Regions from separate parts of the Mus musculus genome. Here all the other regions are linked to region 3. The links are chromatin contacts, called in public promoter capture Hi-C maps. All regions are on one chromosome and are shown on one strand. The core of a region is the stretch at or near the end of the contact, and the rest is flanking DNA. Distances in the headings are between cores, read along the strand shown. Region 1 holds the start of Gga1 (golgi associated, gamma adaptin ear containing, ARF binding protein 1). Region 2 holds the start of Elfn2 (leucine rich repeat and fibronectin type III, extracellular 2). Region 3 holds the start of Fam227a (family with sequence similarity 227, member A). Region 4 holds the start of 1700088E04Rik (RIKEN cDNA 1700088E04 gene). Region 5 holds the start of Sh3bp1 (SH3-domain binding protein 1).

Evidence for each region. Promoter capture Hi-C pulls out the DNA fragments that hold promoters and counts their contacts.
Region 1: a contact with region 3 is called in a promoter capture Hi-C map of embryonic stem cells, with 3 times the contacts expected there. The contact joins the promoter of Gga1 here to the promoter of Fam227a in region 3. A contact is called at or near these places in 4 of 39 promoter capture datasets (the C10 cell line, embryonic stem cells and liver) and 1 of 115 datasets of contacts at active chromatin or transcription factors (bone marrow-derived macrophages).
Region 2: a contact with region 3 is called in a promoter capture Hi-C map of liver, with 2.5 times the contacts expected there. The contact joins the promoter of Elfn2 here to the promoter of Fam227a in region 3.
Region 4: a promoter capture Hi-C map of hippocampal neurons shows a contact between it and region 3, with 2.6 times the contacts expected there. The contact joins the promoter of 1700088E04Rik here to the promoter of Fam227a in region 3. A contact is called at or near these places in 4 of 39 promoter capture datasets (the HPC-7 cell line, hippocampal neurons, liver and 1 more), 1 of 15 datasets of contacts at CTCF or cohesin (large pre-B cells), 1 of 484 Hi-C or Micro-C datasets (B cells), 5 of 115 datasets of contacts at active chromatin or transcription factors (astrocytes, bone marrow-derived macrophages, embryonic forebrain and 2 more) and 5 of 9 other capture datasets (adipose tissue, embryonic stem cells, liver and 2 more).
Region 5: a contact with region 3 is called in a promoter capture Hi-C map of the C10 cell line, with 2.0 times the contacts expected there. The contact joins the promoter of Sh3bp1 here to the promoter of Fam227a in region 3. A contact is called at or near these places in 2 of 39 promoter capture datasets (the C10 cell line and liver).

What each region holds. Positions count from the first base shown.
Region 1 is chr15:78,875,355-78,878,829 of GRCm38.p6, reverse strand. It overlaps Gga1 (golgi associated, gamma adaptin ear containing, ARF binding protein 1), which reads right to left and starts at 1,640. Exons shown (of 17, transcript NM_145929.2): 1 at 1,213-1,640. The coding sequence starts at 1,255.
Region 2 is chr15:78,717,458-78,721,176 of GRCm38.p6, reverse strand. Elfn2 (leucine rich repeat and fibronectin type III, extracellular 2) reads left to right here and starts at 2,406. Exons shown (of 2, transcript NM_001358692.1): 1 at 2,406-2,773.
Region 3 is chr15:79,657,218-79,660,768 of GRCm38.p6, reverse strand. It overlaps Fam227a (family with sequence similarity 227, member A), which reads left to right and starts at 1,813. Exons shown (of 18, transcript NM_029407.1): 1 at 1,813-2,088. Cby1 (chibby family member 1, beta catenin antagonist) reads right to left here and starts at 1,542. Exons shown (of 5, transcript NM_028634.3): 1 at 1,476-1,542.
Region 4 is chr15:79,139,246-79,142,691 of GRCm38.p6, reverse strand. It overlaps 1700088E04Rik (RIKEN cDNA 1700088E04 gene), which reads left to right and starts at 1,441. Exons shown (of 7, transcript NM_138581.2): 1 at 1,441-1,537; 2 at 1,700-1,811; 3 at 3,392-3,446. The coding sequence starts at 1,709. It overlaps Polr2f (polymerase (RNA) II (DNA directed) polypeptide F), which reads right to left and starts at 1,367. Exons shown (of 5, transcript NM_027231.2): 1 at 1,258-1,367. The coding sequence starts at 1,277.
Region 5 is chr15:78,898,087-78,901,369 of GRCm38.p6, reverse strand. Sh3bp1 (SH3-domain binding protein 1) reads right to left here and starts at 1,602. Exons shown (of 18, transcript NM_001316684.1): 1 at 1,409-1,602; 2 at 182-224. The coding sequence starts at 1,467.

The sequences.
Region 1 (3,475 bases), core at 391-2,890, 780 kb after region 3:
AGTTCCAGTCCTGACATCCTTTGGTGATTAACAGCAATGTGGAAAATGTAAGCTGAATAAATCCTTTCCTCCCCAACTTGCTTCTTGGTCATGATGTTTGTGCAGGAATAGAAACCCTGACTAAGACAGATGGGGAAAATATCTATGGTCCTCTTTTACCTCTGACCTCCTGAGACCCGTGCAGTACTGTATCTCATGCAGTCCATGGTCACTGTCTCCTTCTAACCACCAATCAACCCCACTGCCAGGCTGACTCTCCTCCGCCCCCCCCCCCCCCCCCAGATCGGTGAGCTCTGGGAATCAACCTTCCAGTTCAACTTCCTTCGAGGCTGGCTTCAAAGATGCTGACCATGTCGGCCCACACCACCCTGCACAGATCCTTGCTATATCTCAGACCAGGAGGTTGAGCTTGAGGATAGACCGGAAGGCTTCTCTGGGTCACATCCCTGAAAGGCCTTGGGACAGACCTGTCACTAAATGGACCAGAAGAGCCAACCTGCAGCTCCCAGGGGCAGAGTTCAGGAATGGGGTTGGCAAGGCCAAGGATCTTCAACAAGCAGTGTGGGACAGGGAGAACAGAGGATGGGGCTTGGAAGCCAGAGTTGGAGGAAGCTGTTTCGAAGGAGACAGGAAACAAGGACAGAGGCCTGGGGAGGAGGCTCAGCAGGGGCTAGGAAAGCAATCTGGGACGCAAAGCAAGGCTGGGCTTGGGTATAACGACAGAGAACTTGATTTCCTTATGGAGTCTTAGACGGGACCCTTTCAAGCACTGGGAGTTTCTCCAGGCGCGGACAGAGCTGGATCAGATGGGCCAGGGGTCCCCCCTTTCCTGGGCTGGGGGACCGAGCAGATCTAAGAAGAGCTGCGGGCACAGGGTTTGAAAGACTCAGGCCCTGAGGAAGTGGGGGGATCCCTCTAGGGGAAGACTCGAGGGTCTGCGCTTTGGTGCAACAGGCAGGGCCTTCGGGGGTCCGGGATAACTCTGCGCCACCGGGTCACCGGGGTGGGTGGGCGGCGCCCGCTCCCGGCCAGGCTGCGCGCAGCTGCCAGGGTCCGAGCGGAGCGACAGACTGGGGCGCCGCCCCTCCGGGTCGGGGGGCGGGGCGTGAGGAGGGGGCGCGCGGACCCCGCCCCGCCGGGAGAGAGAGAGGGGCCAGCCTCGCGCCCCCGGTTCCGGTTCCGGTCCGGCTCGCGCCCCTCCCGGACACTCACTGATTCGTGCCTCCAGAGTCTCCGGCTCCATCGCGGGCTCCATCCGCCACGGGCCCCCGGCCTCGGCGCCGCCCCCCGCCCCCCGGCCGCTCTCGCGGGAACTCCTCGGCTCCGCCCTCGGCCGGTTAAAGGGGCCGCGTCCACCCCGCGGAGTAGGAACGCGGCACCGGGACGCCGGGCACCATCGAGACGCGGGTGGAGCCGCCTAGAGCGTCGCCTCGTCGGCGCCCCTCCCCCTGGCGGCTGGCGGAGTCGCCGGTGGGGCTGGTCGGCGGCCTCGCAGCTCCGGGCGCTCGGGCGGGAGAGGAAGAGGAGAGCCTGGGGGTGGCGGGCGGCACCATAGAAACCCCGCGGGACCGCTCTAACTCAGTTAGCGTCACGCAGAGACCCGTGACCGCTTCCGGGACAACGCTCCGGAGCCATGTTTCTGAAGGGGTTCTGAAGTCACTTCCGGAGCCCTCAGGGGTACTTCCGCTTACGTGGGAAGATGTCAAAGTCCCTTAAAAGGGCAACTGGGCACTGTGGCCGCCGCCAACGCGATGAGGTTAAGCTAACGTTTGTTTAGCTCTTAAAGCCCTAGGCATTGTTCTGAGCAGTTTTTTCCCCTTTGAGACAAGGGCTCACTGTCTTGCTCTGGCAGTCCTGAAGCTCGCTCTGTAGAATAGGCTGGCGTGGAATTCCTGAGATCCGCCTTTTTCCGCCTCCCAAGTGCAGACATTAAAGAAGTGTGCCACCACGCCCAGCAAAGGGCTAAGTCTTTTTTTTTTCTTAACCTATGAATCTACATTCAAACCCGGGAGCCAGGTTATGAGTTTGCCTGAGGTCATTAGGGGTCAGTGCTTGCACCGAGTACTTAATTCTGCATTCAGTTTAGAAACTCCTTGCATTTGGGTTATTCGGTGCCCAGCCCTGGAGAGAAAGACAAGGCCAGATATATATCCTACAAGGTGATGATAACGCCCGCACTTATCAGACAGAGGCAGGAGGTTATCAGTTCAAGGCCAGTGTGGAATATCGTATCTCAAAGCACGTAACACTCTCAAGGTGATGGGGAAGCCAGAGAGGTGGTGGCAAAATGAGAGGTTATCTTTCCCCAAACTGGAATGGTGACGACGTCAGGCTCTTTTTTTGAGGTGGTTTAGGAGGAGGCAAAATGTGAGGTACTTTCACCCGCTTTTTCCACCCTCTGCGGTCGCCTTGGCTAATTCTCAGGAATGCCAGTTCGCTCTCTGTAGCCTCTGGCGGCCGTCGGGGGAACTGGCTACTGTGCCCTCTCCAGCGAGCCTGTGCCAGGAAGAGTTAAAGAGCATCTGAGACCAAGGAACCGGCGAATCCAGTTCCGCATGCCTGTGGCCTTGGAGGGATCAGTATTCACCTTGCAGAACCAGTTACCTCATTTCAGTCGGGTTTTCTTCTGAACCCAACTCTCAGTGAGACGTTTAATTCTCTCCTGCAACCTATAAGATACGGGAGAGGGTAACAAGATGGGCTCCGCCTGCTTTGTTTTCTTTATTTTTAAAATTGTTAATGAAATAAAACCCAACTGCAGGCCGGGCAGTGGTGGCGCACGCCACCTAGCACTTGAGAGGAAGAGGCAGGTGAATCTCCGAGTTCAAAGTCAGCCTGGTCTACGGAGCGAGTTCCAGGACCCAGGGCTACACAGAACAAAACCCAAAACAAAAACCCAAACTGCATTTGCCAAATTGATTTAAAGTCAGATCACTACTCACAGGCACTTTTGGTGGAGCGACAGAGGCAGGGTCTCCTGTAAGCCTAGGCAGGCCTTGAACGCACTATAGACTTGATCTCTGATCCTTCTTTCTCCACCTTCTGCGTGCATCACCACACCTGCAAGAGAATAGGACTTCTTGCAAGCTAAGCAACACGCTACCAACTGAGAGACATCTCCAGCTACTTCTGCCTCCATCTAGAGTCCTTATAGCCCAAGCTGGCGATTTCTGTGGTACCTAGCATTTCATATAAACATGTTAGGCAGACACATCACCACCTGAGCTCTAACCTCCAGCTGCCCCACAGTGTATTTCTTTGCATGCTTGTGGTTTGTGTCCCTCCCTGCCTCTGGGAAGTCTCATCCTGAAGCATTGCATCTGGTGAATCCCTGAGTTTCTTTTCCTGTTGCTGTGATTAAACTGCTCTGATAAAAGCAACTTAAAGAAGACAGGGTTTCCCACAATTCAAGGGGAGGAGAAATCAAGGCGGTGGCAGCTGGGCCCATCACAGCTGCAGCTGAGAAACAGGGCAG
Region 2 (3,719 bases), core at 1,157-3,656, 940 kb after region 3:
GTTGTTTTTAGCTATCCTGGGTTTTTAGTTTTTCCACATGAAGTTGAGAATTTGCTCTGACAAGGTCTGTTAAGAAATGTGTTGGAATTGTTATGGAAATTGCATTGAATCTGTCAAGTCCCGGTGTTCACACTCATACCAAGCTCTTTCTCTGGGTCTTTTTGACCAGGAGGCTGCTATGTACCCAAGTTTTTTGCTAACACGGTAGCCACAAGCCATACGTGGCCACTTAAGTCTAAATCAATCAAAATAAAAAAGATAAGTGCACCCGGCAGTTGTAGAAGCCACGGTTTTAACCACACAATAGCCACAAGAGGTTAGTGACTCCTTAAATCATTTCCGCTGTGGTGGAAAGTTACATTGGACAGTGCTTGTGTAGAGAAGGCCCAATCAAGGAACCAGATGGTGTAGTCAACAATGACACCACCTCAGCCCCGGCCAATGTCATCATCTGTGTGGTGCAACAACGGAGCTCAGAGAGGGAAACTGGCAACAGCTTATCTCTACCCTGCAAGGGCCAGCCTTCAAAGCTGGAATGTGGGAACCATGGAAGCTCAAAACTACCGCTGAGTGAGTCTAGCCAGCTTTGCAGGCCCCAGGAGAAAAGAGAAGGCACCAGTAAGGAAGTGCGACCTTAACCATTTCTTACAGGCGGGAAACTGAGGCTGGGGGTGGGGGTGGGGCAAGGTGTGACTCTCACTCTGGCTGATGACCGGGACACTCATACAGATGAATCAGAGATGTTACTTTGCAATTCTATGCCTGGTGCTTCCCAGAGTCAGTGCTCAATGTCTTGGACCAGGGCTGGATTTAGTAGGCCTCTGCCAGCGCCCACCTCAGCACACGCGAGCCACAGGGAGTTTTCTGCAGTCGCGCATTTGATCCGCTAGAGGGCGCAGGGGCAGCCGTCTCTTCAACAGAAGCGAGCTTGGCGGAGGTGGGATCGGGAGATGGTGGGGTGGGGGATGGTAGGGGCGGGGGTGGGGTGTGTGCTACTGGAGCTGGACCCACCTCGGTGCCTAGCCTCGGTTAGGGAACCCTGAGTTCTTATGGTCCCTCTTCGGGGAAGGGGATTAGGTTAGTAGACAGAGGCAGCATAAGGTTTCATTGGGTCTGCAAAGAAGATCTGAAGGATGGGTAGGAAGAAATGCGCCTGCCACTCAAAAAGGTACAGGTCGGGAGGCTTAGAGGTGAGACACCCCACAGTCTCTCTAAATTGTGACATAACAGGTGGCCTGGGTCTCAGCGCTTATCTACCCTTCTGGTCCTATCCTGGGCTACTTTCCTGTCCTCGGATGACAAGAGCGAGGCGATTTTGTACAGCATTTCTTTCTGCTCTAGTGCTACCCAACTCCACGGGTCCCTCTGTACTAAGTACACCAGGATGCTTTCCGCCTCTGTGACTTTGCACATGTCGTTCCCGCAGTCTGGGATACCCTTCTCCACTTCCTTCAGCTGAGCAACTCCTACCCATCAGCTCCCATTCATCTGTCCAGACTCAGCCCAGGCCTGTTAGGAGTTCCAGCAGCCGGGCTGAGTCGCTGTGCACCACCTGAGGACAGGCTCTGGTGAATGCGGCCCGGAAAAGTGATTGCGAAGCACAAAGTCTGGCGGCGGCAGAGCTCAACTGTCTGGGTTGGCGGGTCACAACGGCTGGAGGAGACTCCTGACATCAGCCCAGACTCCCACCAGCTGCTTGTGTGCCCAGCTTCGGGTGCAGAGCCTCAACTACCGCTGCCTTGCAGGGAGACTCCCTTGCAGGTGGTGGTGGTGGTGGTGATGGTGGTGGTGTCTGTGTTTGAAGCGGAGCTTAAGCTGTGGCCAGGAAGGCCTTAGGAAGTTTCTCTTTGTGGCCACAGAGCCCAATATGCTCCCGGGGATGGGGTAAGGCAGCGAGGGGTAGCCAAATGCCTTGGTTTGGAGGCAGGGAGAATTGGGAGACTCCACGGACTCGGACTCGCTGTATAAACTTTGGGCAAGCACTCTGCTCACCCGCCTCAGCTGTCCCGCCTGCAAAATGGGAACGCAGCAGCTCCACCGCAGTGCTCTCCAGTGGTTACACGCGGAACACCGGGTCAGGGCGCAGGCGGAAAGGGGTGCTCGGGCATGGGAAGGGGGGAAGCGGGGTTGGGGATGAGATTGTCCTCGAGCAGGGCGCTGCACCCGGGGCAACTTTGCCTCCAGCTGTTGAATGAGCTGGAGGAGGCGGTGGTGGGGTGAACTGAGACATAGCCCGGAGAGAGGTGGCCGAGGTGGGGCGGGGCCGGGGGGCGCGCTCGGCGGGTGCCCGGGGCTTGGCGGTCCGCGGTGCAGCCACCTCACAGGGCGCTGCAGCTGCAGTAGCGCCAGAGCCCAGCGCGGCCCCCGCCCCGTGGCGTGTGTCTGGGAGCGCGCTTGTGGCCGTGGAAGCAGACGGCGGAGGGGCGGGAGGGTCTGCAGCGGAGAGAGGCCTGTGAAGGGATCTGGCTACAGAGCCGGACGGACCGACAGACGCAGTGATCGCCAGCCCCTGAGGTCCTCCGCCCAGCACCCGGGCCCTCTGCGGGCAGCAGCCCTACGCGGCGGGAGGCGGGGGTGGCAGTGTCTGCGCGCACACGCACGCTCACAGACACACACGCCCGGGCCACGCCACAGACACACGACACGCACAGAGCCACGGCCGGCCGCCGCGCACACTCGCACCCGCGCTCACGCTCGCTCTCCGGCGCAGGCCCCGCAGCAGCCGCTGCCGGGAGGTGGTGGCATCCCGCTCGGATCCCAGTCAGGACTGGAGGTGAGTGGATTCCTCCGGATCCGAGTGCTGCAGGCGGCTGGCGGGGACCCCGGGAATCCAGGCTGAGCTGAGGGCTCCCTGGCCGCCAGCGGGGGTGGGGCTTGGAAAGGGACCTGGGAGGGGAGGATGAGGCAGGGAGAGCCACTCTTCTTGGTTCTTCTTGGTCTGGGGATCCCCCATAAGACCCCCAAGGGACCACCCTGCGCAAGGTGGTGGGGGAGAGGCTGGGCGGAGGCGTGGTGGGAGGGCAGGGAGGACGAGCGTCGAGGTGAACATTTTCGCGGTGGTGATGCAGAAGCTTGAGCAGGGTTTTGCTAGCCAGTACCACGCCGCACCTCTCTGGCCCCCATTTTGGCGAACCAGAGCTCCGGCCCGCTTTTCACTGAGTCGTGGCGGGTCAAGGAATTCATCTCACTGGTAAGGGGGGCTTCACAGGGTGGCTAGATCTCTAGCCCAGGGGGAAGGGACCGGCTTTCGACTTGCCCCCTATCTCTCAGGGGCACTGTGAATGTAGTAGGGGGACCAGAGTTAGGGTATGCTGGGACCCTTGCAAGGACTTGGATTTTTTTCCCCTCGGCAGGGCTGGTGTGGGACAGAAGCACCAGCATAAACGGACAGACTGCAGCTCTGACTGAGCCCCACCATTGCCTAGTGGTGTGTGTGTGTGTGTGTGTGTGTGTGTGTACTGCTACTGGCTAGGAGGGGGTAGAGGGTGGGTGTGTTGGCTGGTGGGGTGGTATATGCATGTGGAAAGGATGTGTATTGACTCAGGATAGACCCCCATTGCCACACAGACACACACACAATCTGTGGCTCAGCAGGGCTTCCTTGGAATATTTGGAGGGGAGAGAGCTTGTATGTGTCTGTGTGTCTGTATGTGCCTGTGTGCGTCTCTCTCTCTCTCTCTCTCTCTCTCTCTCTCTCTCCCTCTCTCTCTCTCTCTCTC
Region 3 (3,551 bases), core at 564-3,063:
AATCAGTAACATCACTTAGGCTCGGGGAAGAGGTCAGCTTTTTAAATAAAACAAGTAGAGAGAAGTCATAAAACCACAAGGCTTCATGGTACATTTTTTTTTCCAATTATGTGTTTATGTGCTGAATGCATGCATATGTGCAGGTAGGTGTGTGTGTGTGTATCCACTTTATTAATATTTGTGTGCAGATTCGGAGTCTGGAGGGGGGACGTCAGGTGTCCTGTTGCATTCCCTTTAGATGGGGTCTCTCACTGAACCTGGAGCTAGACTGGCGGCCAGCGAGCACAAGCAATCCTGTCTCCGCCACCAACAGTGTTAGCATTGCAGGGGTCCGAGCTTGTAGCAGGCTTTTTTTTTTTTTTTTTTTTTGGTTTTTCGAGATAGGGTTTCTCTGTGTAGCCCTGGCTGTCCTGGAACTTCACTTTGTAGACCAGGCTGGCCTCGAACTCAGAAATCCGCCTGCCTCTGCCTCCCGAGTGCTGGGATTAAAGGCGTGTGCCACCACGCGCCGGCTTGTGGTAGGCTTTTAACTGAGATGTTGGGGACTTGAATCCATGGTCTCACACTTGAGCAGCAAGTACCCACATTCACTGAGCCTTTTCTCTAGTCCCCTTCACAGATTTTTTTTTTTAAACACACACACATACACACACCGTTCAAGGTATCCTAGGGTTCTTTAGGGAAGCTCTCTCATAGAAGACTATGGGCCAAGAAAATTAAAGGTTTGCACTTGGTTCCCAACCAACCCTGTTGCTCACCCTCTGGGGAGTCCAACGTTTTATCATCCCCCAAGGGCCTCAAAGGCTTTGTTTGCTGTTGTTTTTAATGTGTCTGAGTGTTTTGCCTGGGATACCATGGTCGTGCCTTGTGTCTGCAGATTCTACAACTAGAGTTACTGGCGTTTGTGAGCTGGGAATCGAATCCCAGTTCTCTGCAACAGCAACCAGTTCTCTGAGACTCTGATCCATTTCTCCGGCCAGTGACGTCCCTTATTTATAATCACGAATGATAACAGCCTGCAGCTCGTAGGTTAAGAGTGCTTTCATGTTTACAAACTGTTGGGACATTTGATGCTCACCATGACCCTGAGAAGTAGATCAAATTGTCCCCCTTTACAGGGAAATGCACTTACTGTGCGAAGCTTTAGTTTGCATCAGGCTATAAAATACATTCTCTTCATTCTGACAAAAAATAAAGGAAGGAAGCATCTTTGGTTTTCACTGGATTCTCAAAGGGAAAGGTGTCTCGAAAAAGTTAAGAGCCAGCCAGTCTCACGGGTCACAAAACCCAAAGAGTTCTGTACGGGTTAGGAGAAGACCTTCAAAGGATGGGGTCAAAACACCATCTCCGAGTCTCCGTCGCAAGAGGTGCCCGCGGAGCATGCCACGGTCCAGCCTGCCCGCTTCTCCAGGGGTACCCGGGCATCCCACCCACCACTACTGGCACGGATATCCGCCCGCCGCTCCCAGAGGTACCTGTCTGCGAAGCCGGAATCCCGAGCTAGCCTGCAGCTTTCTGCAAGGATCTGCCCAGGCCGCGTCAACCGCCGCGACCGCGATTGGCCGGCGCCGGGCAACCATCGTGCGCATGCGCAGCCTCTCTGGCTTCTACCACTGAGAATGCAGAGGGAGCCAGCTCCGAGACGAGCCTCCGCGAAGCAGCGGAGCCCCTGCGGACTCTCTAAGGTTCACGAATAGAAGAAAGCCTTGGGCACGACTTCTGGAGATACACACATGCCTTGGGCACGACTTCTGGAGATACACACATGCCTTGTGGCATAGGCTGGGAGAGGCATGACCCCCTAAATACGTTGGTCTGGTCCCCGGGTCAGCGCCGCCGTCGTCATAGTAATCGTTTTCCTTGGCAACAAAGCAGGCCGAAAGCTGCTTTGTTGTGTTAAAAATGTTAAGTGGTGACCCAGGCTGGACTCACAGTAGCAAAATGGACCGACCTGCAGCTCCCCCGCCCCGGCCACAAAGCAAACCGCGCCCCTTGGGCCGCGGATGCTGGCGGACATCCGGAGCTTGGTCCGGTCACTGGAGGGGCTGGTGGCGGAACCCGCCCTGACGCTTCTGCCGAAGCTTTCAGGTAAGACAGACGGACAGATATGACGACTCCCTGCCAGTAGCAAACTGGCTCCTGCCAGTCTTGCCTCCTCCACACTCCCACAAGCAAGGGAAACTGAGGTCCAGGGAAGGTTGCCCAGTGTACAAGGGGTAGAGAACTGGAGAGTCAGCTCCAGGATTCCTCAAGTCCTAAGGACATTGTAGCTCGGTTTGGTAAATGAAGAAATGGCCATCCAGGAGGCGTTTCTTGGCTGCCTAGTGGGTGTACGAGGTCATCCCACCATAAAGGACAGGACCCAGCTCCAAGCAGTCTTCCTCCACCTTTGCCACACAGCGTTCGAAGAGAGAATTCCACATCAAAATCAACCATATCTAGTGTAGCAACCGCTACAGAAACATAAAGCAGAACACATTTGAAAGTTGCGATCATTCTAGAAGTTTTTTTGTTTGTTTGTTTGTTTGTATGTTTGTTTGTTTGCTTGTTTGTTTTTTTCGAGACAGGGTTTCTCTGTGTAGCCCTGGCTGTCCTGGAACTCAGTCTGTTGACCAGGCTGGCCTCAAACTCAGAAATCCGCCTGCCTCCCAAGTGCTGGGATTAAAGGCGTCCGCCACCACCGCCAGGCTCTAGAAGCTTTTTGATATTAAACCTTGTGCGCCCTCTACCGGTGCTATCCCCGAAGCACCTTTCGTATTTTGAGATAAAGTCTCCCTGGGTACTCCTTATCTCATCCTCCTGCCTCAGCCTCTCAGTGCTGGAATTACAGACACACACCCAGCCTGCCTTCAACCCCTACCCTTTTGCTTTGTTTGTTTTTTTTTTTTTAAGATTTATTTATTTATTTATTATATGTAAGTACACTGTAGCTGTCCTCAGACACTCCAGAAGAGGGAGTCAGATCTCGTTACGGATGGTTGTGAGCCACCATGTGGTTGCTGGGATTTGAACTTCGGACCTTCGGAAGAGCAGTCGGGTGCTCTTACCCACTGAGCCATCTCACCAGCCCCGCTTTGTTTGTTTGATATTTGAGACTGGGGCTCAATATGTAGTTCTGGCTGCTCTCCCAACTTACAAAAGTCCTCCCGCCTCTTTCTCCAGAGCGCTGGGATTAAAGGCTAGTGCTCCATACCCGGCCCTAGGCTTTTTAACAAGTCAATTCAAAACAGATTAAATTAACTTGACTATTGTTGCACTTAACTCGGTTTGTCCAAAATACGAATAAACAAATATTTTAAATTTTTACCATGTATTGGTTATTAATTTCTTTAGTCACGCTAACCAAATTTCAGAACTTTTGTTTTGGTGTGTGGCTAGTGGCCGTGGGGCTGGGCAGCATCCAGGAGTGTTTTCCTTCCAGCCTCGTTGCCCTCTGTCTGGGAGCTGTTTCTTCTCCCCATCAGCCAGTTAACTCCTGCTCTTCCTTCAGCACCTTGACCTCCGTAACTAGGTCAGAACAAACTGTTGCAGCACTTCAGAGGCAGAGGCAG
Region 4 (3,446 bases), core at 192-2,691, 520 kb after region 3:
TCACTCACCATCTCTTCTCTGGTGGCAATCACTGCCCTGGTCAACGCCGTCATCTCTGCTTTCATTGCATTTTTGACTGTATTTTGTATGCTTGTTTTGAAGTCAATCTTACTGCACAGTATGTAACTCAGGCTGGCCTGAGACTCACTATGTTGACATCTAGTTCAGGACAATTCCCCTGCAGTAGCCTCCCAAGTGCTAGGATTACAGGTGTGAACCACCACGCCCAGACTCTGAATTCTGACTGATCTATCAGGACTACCATAGTTCATCTTCTCTCTTGATTAACATATACAGCGTATCAAGAAATCCTTTAGGTTCTATCTTTAAAATATATCAGGATCCAGGCATGGTGGCGCACGCCTGTAATCCAGTGCTCAGGAGGTGAAAGCAGGCAGATCTCTGTAAGTTTGAGGACAGCCAAATCTACACAGTGACTTCCAGACACAGCTAGGACTATGTTGAAAGACTCTGTCTCAGGAAAAAAAAAAAAAAAAAAGAACAAAAATCACCTGGAAAGCAGAGGTAGATGAATCTCTATGTTCGAACCACCTGATATAAGGTTATATTTGGTCTCCAAATAAATAAAATAAAAATATGTCCAGCCGGGTGGTGGTGGCGCACGCCTTTAATCCCAGCACTTGGGGAGGCAGAGGTGGGTGAATTCCTGAGTTCAGCCTGATCTACAAAAGTGAGTTCCAGGACAGCCTGGGCTATACAGAGAAACCCTGTCTCGGAAAAAAAAAAAAAAAATGTCCATAATCCAGCTGGGTCTGGTGGTTCATGCCAGATATATCAACACTTGGGAAGCTGAAGCAGAGGACTGTGTCGAATTCAAAGCCAGCCTTAGCTATATAGTGAATTCCCGGGCAGCCTGGGTTTCAGAGTGAGGCCTTGCCTCAAACAACACTAAACTTCATGCTCTCTAGAGTCTATCCCCACTTCTGCCACCTCTGCTACTATCACACCTAGCCCAAGCCCGCGTCTGCTCCCAGCCTTCCAGGCCATTCTCTGGGTTGCTTTTTCCTTCCTACTTCCACGACTACACAAGCTACACACCTCTGGCATTCCCTTCCAGAAAGAGAGCGCTCAGAGGACAGGGGCCACACGGACTGAACTCTCTGACCACTGTCCCCATTGCTCCGCGAGGTAGGAAGTTCTGAAGACTTCGCCCCACCAACCCAGCAGCTGGGCTAGCCTGTGCTCCAAGAGCCCTGCTCGCACCACGACCTCCCTCCTTCCGTGGCCCGTGCTCACTTGTCCTCGTTGTCTGACATGATGCCTTCTCCGCCCGGGGCGCAGAGCAGAGAACGCGCGCCTTTGCCCCTCGCCGCACCACGCGTAGTTTGCGCTTGCGCCGTGACCCAGGCGCAGTTACTTCCGGGAAGCAGCGGCCGACCAGACGCTAATGCGCGTGCGTGGAGGCGTGTCGCTAGTTACCATGGTAACAAGGAGCGATTAGTGAGGACGCTGACACTCTAGCTCCTTGGAGTTTCTCCGTGCGGAGGGCTCTGTCACGCCCAGGTCATCGCCTAAGGTGAGCGCTCCTCCCCGGACCGTCACGATAGGGACTGTGGTCACTGCGCTGTCCGGAGCCGAGGGGTCGGGCACCAGCTTCTCAGACTCCCAGGTTGCTCGTGATGAGAGGTCCGGATTGCGAAGCGTAACTAGGGCGAGTCATTGCTTCTCTCCCTCCTAGGGCCCTCCCATGGCTTCCCAGGAAAGGGTGGACTCGGTGACCAAAGGAACCGGGTTCCGCCGCTGCCGTAAGCAAGCAGGTTACACGCCGGGGACTTGTGAGCTGCTCAGAGGTCAGTGCATTAGGGGATCAACGACCCGAGCGGTGCGGTTTTTCCTTAAGAGCTTGGGATTCTGAAAGGTTCGGGGAAGAATCAAAGACCAGAGATGGAGAATTTTGGAATGGTTAGTTCATCTTTTACATGCACTTTCAATGAAGCCTATCTCCTCACTGCAGTGGGACCTTCACAGTACCAAATTCAATTCCCTTCACCAGGCTTAGACATTATACAGTCTTAGAGGTGTTTAGTGTCACCTTCTAAATGGTGAACACCACCAGGCAAAGAAACGTGCCTGTTTCTGCTCACAACTGTAGCTCCAGCCTCTGCTACATGAATGAGCATGTATGCACTTAATTATTCAACGACAAAAACCTAATGTGTGATTTGGATATTGTCCTAGGTACTAGGAATAGAGTGTTGAGAGGATTGCAAAGGACAACTCTTGCTCTCAGAAAACTGATAACACAGGAGGGTAACAAGAAAAATGAACAGGAGAAAATTATAGAGCTGAAGGTGTTGCTCAGTGACAGAGTATATTCTAGGCAGATGTGGAGTCTGGGTTTCAGCCCCAGCACACCATACACAAAAAAGTCTGTGTGTGTTACAGTTGGAGAGCTGGCTCAGTGGTTAGGAACATGTACTGCCCTTTGAAAGCTCATTCCCCAGCACCCATGTTAGCCAGTCACCAAAAAAGTGTGTGTGTCTTAGGCATATGTAATGGGAGGATTGCCTGAGCCCAAGAAAAGCTAGCCTAGATAATATAGTAAGAACCTATCCTTGAAATAAAATAAGGACTGGAAAGATGGCTCAGAGATTAAGAGCACTGGCTATTCTCAAGGACCCAAGTTCAATCCCCCACAACCATATCAGGTGGGTCAAAGCAATGTGTAACTCTAGCTTCCTATGAGTCAGTGCCTTTCCCTGCCCTCCACAGGCAGCCATACACGCATAGCTACACACTCACGCACGCGCGCGCGCACACACACACACACACACACACACACACACGACCTTTTATTTTTTAAGATTTGTTTGTTTATTTATTATGGATAGTGTTCGGCCTGCATGTATGCCTGCAGGCCAGAAGAGGGCACCAGATCCCATTACAGATGGTTGTGAGCTTCCACGTGGTTGTTGGGAATTGAACTCAGGACCTCTGGAAGAGCATCATATATGCTCTTGATATGTGAGTCATCTCTCCAGCCCACATACAATCTTAAAGGGAGAAAAGCTGCATATAGTGGCTCATGTCTTTGATTCTAGCACTCTGAAGAAAGAGGTGGGTGAGTCTTTGTGAGTTAGAGGCTTGCCCAATGTACATACCAAATTTCAGGACAGCCAGGCTACAAAGTGAGACCGTTTCTATAAATAAACAAATAAATAAAAAGAGAAATAAAAAAAGATAAATTAATGAATAAATACAAGAAAAGGAAAAGAACCTTAAGTGACAGGCACTCTAAAGAAGATGGAGTAGGCAGAGGAGTGGAGGAGCTCAGTGCAGAATGGAGGGGGGGGGCGGGCAAGGGCGGGACCTGGTGGGATGAGGTGTGTCTGCTGAAGCTCCAGACGTCAGCCCCGGCTTTATTTTGCAGTTATGATGAAGGAGTCTAAACTGACAAACTTCCAGCAACGCCACATCATGGACAC
Region 5 (3,283 bases), core at 353-2,852, 760 kb after region 3:
GACTGTATACTGTGTCTCCCCTAGAACAAGAATCACTTTTCTCTTCCCTCCTGGGCCTTCCCTGGCCAGCAGGGAATGACACAACCAGGCCCTTGACTGCTGTCCCCGCCTGCCAGCCTCTATACTGACAGCCTGCATGGGCCTGCCTCCCAGCCCAGCCCGCCCAGGCCCAGGCACGTACCTGCAGCAGGTCCTCACCCAAAAACTCGGCAGTCTCCGGGGTGCTGTGGGGGAAGGGGGCTTTGGATGAGTCAGTCTGGGTTAGGGAACCCACTGCCTCCCTCTAACCCCTGCACATGGAACCTGAACCCAAGATGCTTCCAGGACCCACCAAGCCTGGGTGGCCCGTCCACATCGTAGCTGGAGCACATTCCATGGTAGTTAAGAGGATGCATGCCTGCTTCCTCCTCCACCCAGGGCTGTGTCCTGGGAGAGGGTGGACCCATGACACCGAAAAAAGCAGGAGGGAGCTACCCAGGGCCCAACTTCGGGACAGAGGAAAAGTTTCTCATCTCCCCATCCCCCTAAATAGTTTGCCTGGCCCGGAAAGAGGAGGCCTAAGCTGGCCCCCAGAACGGGAAGTGTGGAAGCTGGTCTCCGGGGTGGCCAGGCCCACAGGCATACGACATTGGACTGCAGCTGTGGGCAGGTCTGGGGACTCTGCCCAAGGATACATAGGGACATGGGTTCAGGGCAGAGTGGCTTGGCTTCGTAGGTACATATAAGTGTTTGTGTCACTGCAAGGTCTGGATCAAGTTTCTGGATACACGGTCACCTCTCTGGGCCCAAAGAATGGGGAACTCCCAGGCTGGGGAAGAGGGACAGAAAGAAAGGCTCCGAGAAACTCCCCAAACTTCCGCTCCCATAGTTTTGGGGCTGGGAACCGAGGAGACCAAGGGGTGTCTCTACCTGAGCCTACGAAAAGCAGAAGCAGGACCAAATGGCAGGAGGCCCCTGGGTTGGGGGAGGGGACGGACACCCAGAGCAGAGCAGGCCCCTCCTCCCCAGGCCAGAACACTGCCAGTCCCTTCCCCCAGGGTCTGGGGCCCCCGATCGGCTCCGTTCCTCCCCTTCCCTCCAGTTAGAGGTGGCTAACTGTTCCCATTGTCCGGAGGGGACAAATGAGGTTCCAGGCAGCGTCTTGGCTCAGGACGCATTCTGCTCTCTGCAGCAGCCTCTCCAACCGGGAATGGAGGTGCCTTCCCCCGCTCCCCCTCCACCGCCCGCAAAAGCCAGCTATGCTTGTGCGACCACAGTGACTTCAGACCCCAGGAAACGAGGTCAGGGCTCTGGCATGCCAGAGGGCCGCTGCCTAGATATCTTCGACCTCTGTGACCAGTTCCCCACTCTCCTGCGCTCGCTCAGGTCCTGCGAAACGATAGCACGGCTAGAAGCGGGTGACACTCACCGTCCCGAGCTGCCCGTGTGGGCCAGCTGCCGCATGCGGTGCAACTGCCTCTTCATCATCTTGGGTCCGGGCAGGGGGCCGAGGAGTCACCTTGGGGGTTGAGGCTGGCAGCCCCCGGCCCAGCCTGCTTCCCCGCGCGCTTCGCCCCGGATGGGTGGGCGGCGCTCTGGCTTCCTGGGCCGGCGCGCTCCTCTGGCTGGTGCTGGCGCTGGCGCGGGCGCTCTCCTCCCCCGCTCACGACTCCGCCCCCGGCCCCCAGGTCACTCCTTTCTCCAAGTTTGGAGTCTCTCTCTCTCTCAAGTTTGGAGTCTCTCTCTCTCTCTCTCTCTCTCTCTCTCTCTCTCTCTCTCTCTCTCTCTCTCTCTCTCTCTGCTTCCGGGCCTCAACGACCCCCGGGTTGTCCGACCCGCCTGCCGAGTGTCCGTCGGTCTGTCTCTCTGAGGTCCGCAGTTGAGTGCGGGCTCTTCCTTCCCGCAGCCTGTCCTGTCACCGCGGCGGGTGGCGGGAAGCAGGTAAGCTGCTCCTGCCATCACCGCCCTGGGTATAAACAACCTTTGCTCTCTTAGAGGGAAAGGAAGGCTGCCTAGAAGGGACAGGCCTTCAGGACCTGTGCAGGCCAGTCACTAGGGGATGCTGCCTGGGGACTTCTTCTCCACCATACTATTCCCTGACCATCCCCCTTGCCTGCTGGACCACTGGCTCAGAACTTGGGGTACCTGGGACTACCAGATACTAATGTCCTTGGATCAGTCCCCAAAATTCTGCATTCATTGTGTATAGTAGCTTGGTAGGACAACTGTCCTTGTCCAGTCTATGCCACAGGGTAAACAAGATACCCTGGTCTGCTTGGTCTGCTCGTCAGCCCTTGAGGTCCTGTCACTCTACACTTTAAAGAGTCCCAAGCTTTGACCGCTTCCCCTATTTGTAAAACTCTTTCTCATTTCTTTTAGCAAATGTCCCAGGCGCCTGCCCTTCCTTCTTGTCAGGCCTTGATATGTATGGGTGCTGCTCTGAACCCCCAAACCCGATTTTCTCTTTGAAATGTTCCGCTGAACACCAGCCTGAGCATACAATAGGTGTTCATAGCTACAGAGCAAGAGAGCCGGTGGGCAACTGCAAGCTGACTTCAGTATGCACCCTTCAGGCTTGGGAGGGGGAAGGGTGACTACAGGAAGCCCTGTGCACCACACCAAGCTTTGCTCTCTTAGTTTCAGTTCAGAGCCATACCACTTGAGCACCTACTGTGTGGGGGTAGAGAGTTGGTGTGCTCCTCAAAGACTTCCCTTTGCTCCAGACATCTCTGTGTACCCAGCACAGGTCTGGCACATGGTGTTCACTCAGCCGCTTTCCCCATTTAAGAAGTCCTATCGAGTGTGGGAGGAGCCCAGAGGGGTCCCAGCAGCTGCTGCAGCCAGAACATACTGGCCAGGAACAGCCACAGCCTCTCATCAGTGGAATCCTGGCTCTCTGATGGGGAGTTGAGAAGGCAGAGCAGCTTCCTTGTCTTTCTTTTTCCGATGGGAAGGAAGGCTGCTGCCCAGTGTTTGGAGAAGAGATGGCAAAAGATTCTAAAGAGGGGGCTGGAGAGATGGCGCAGCAGTTAAGAGCACTGACTGCTCTTCAGTGGTCCTGAGTTCAACTCCCAGCAACCACATGGTGGCTCCCAACCATCTGTAATGGGATCTGGTGTTCCCTTCTGGCCTGCAGGCATGCATACAGGCAGAACACTGTATACTTAGTAAATAAATAAAAATCTTTAAAAAAAAAAAAAGATTCTAGAGAGGTGTCAGCCTTGGGGAGATACTAGAGTGGTATAGACCTGGCCTCCTAATGGGTAAGACAACATCTTGCTTCTAGTCCTGGCCCTTTTTTTCT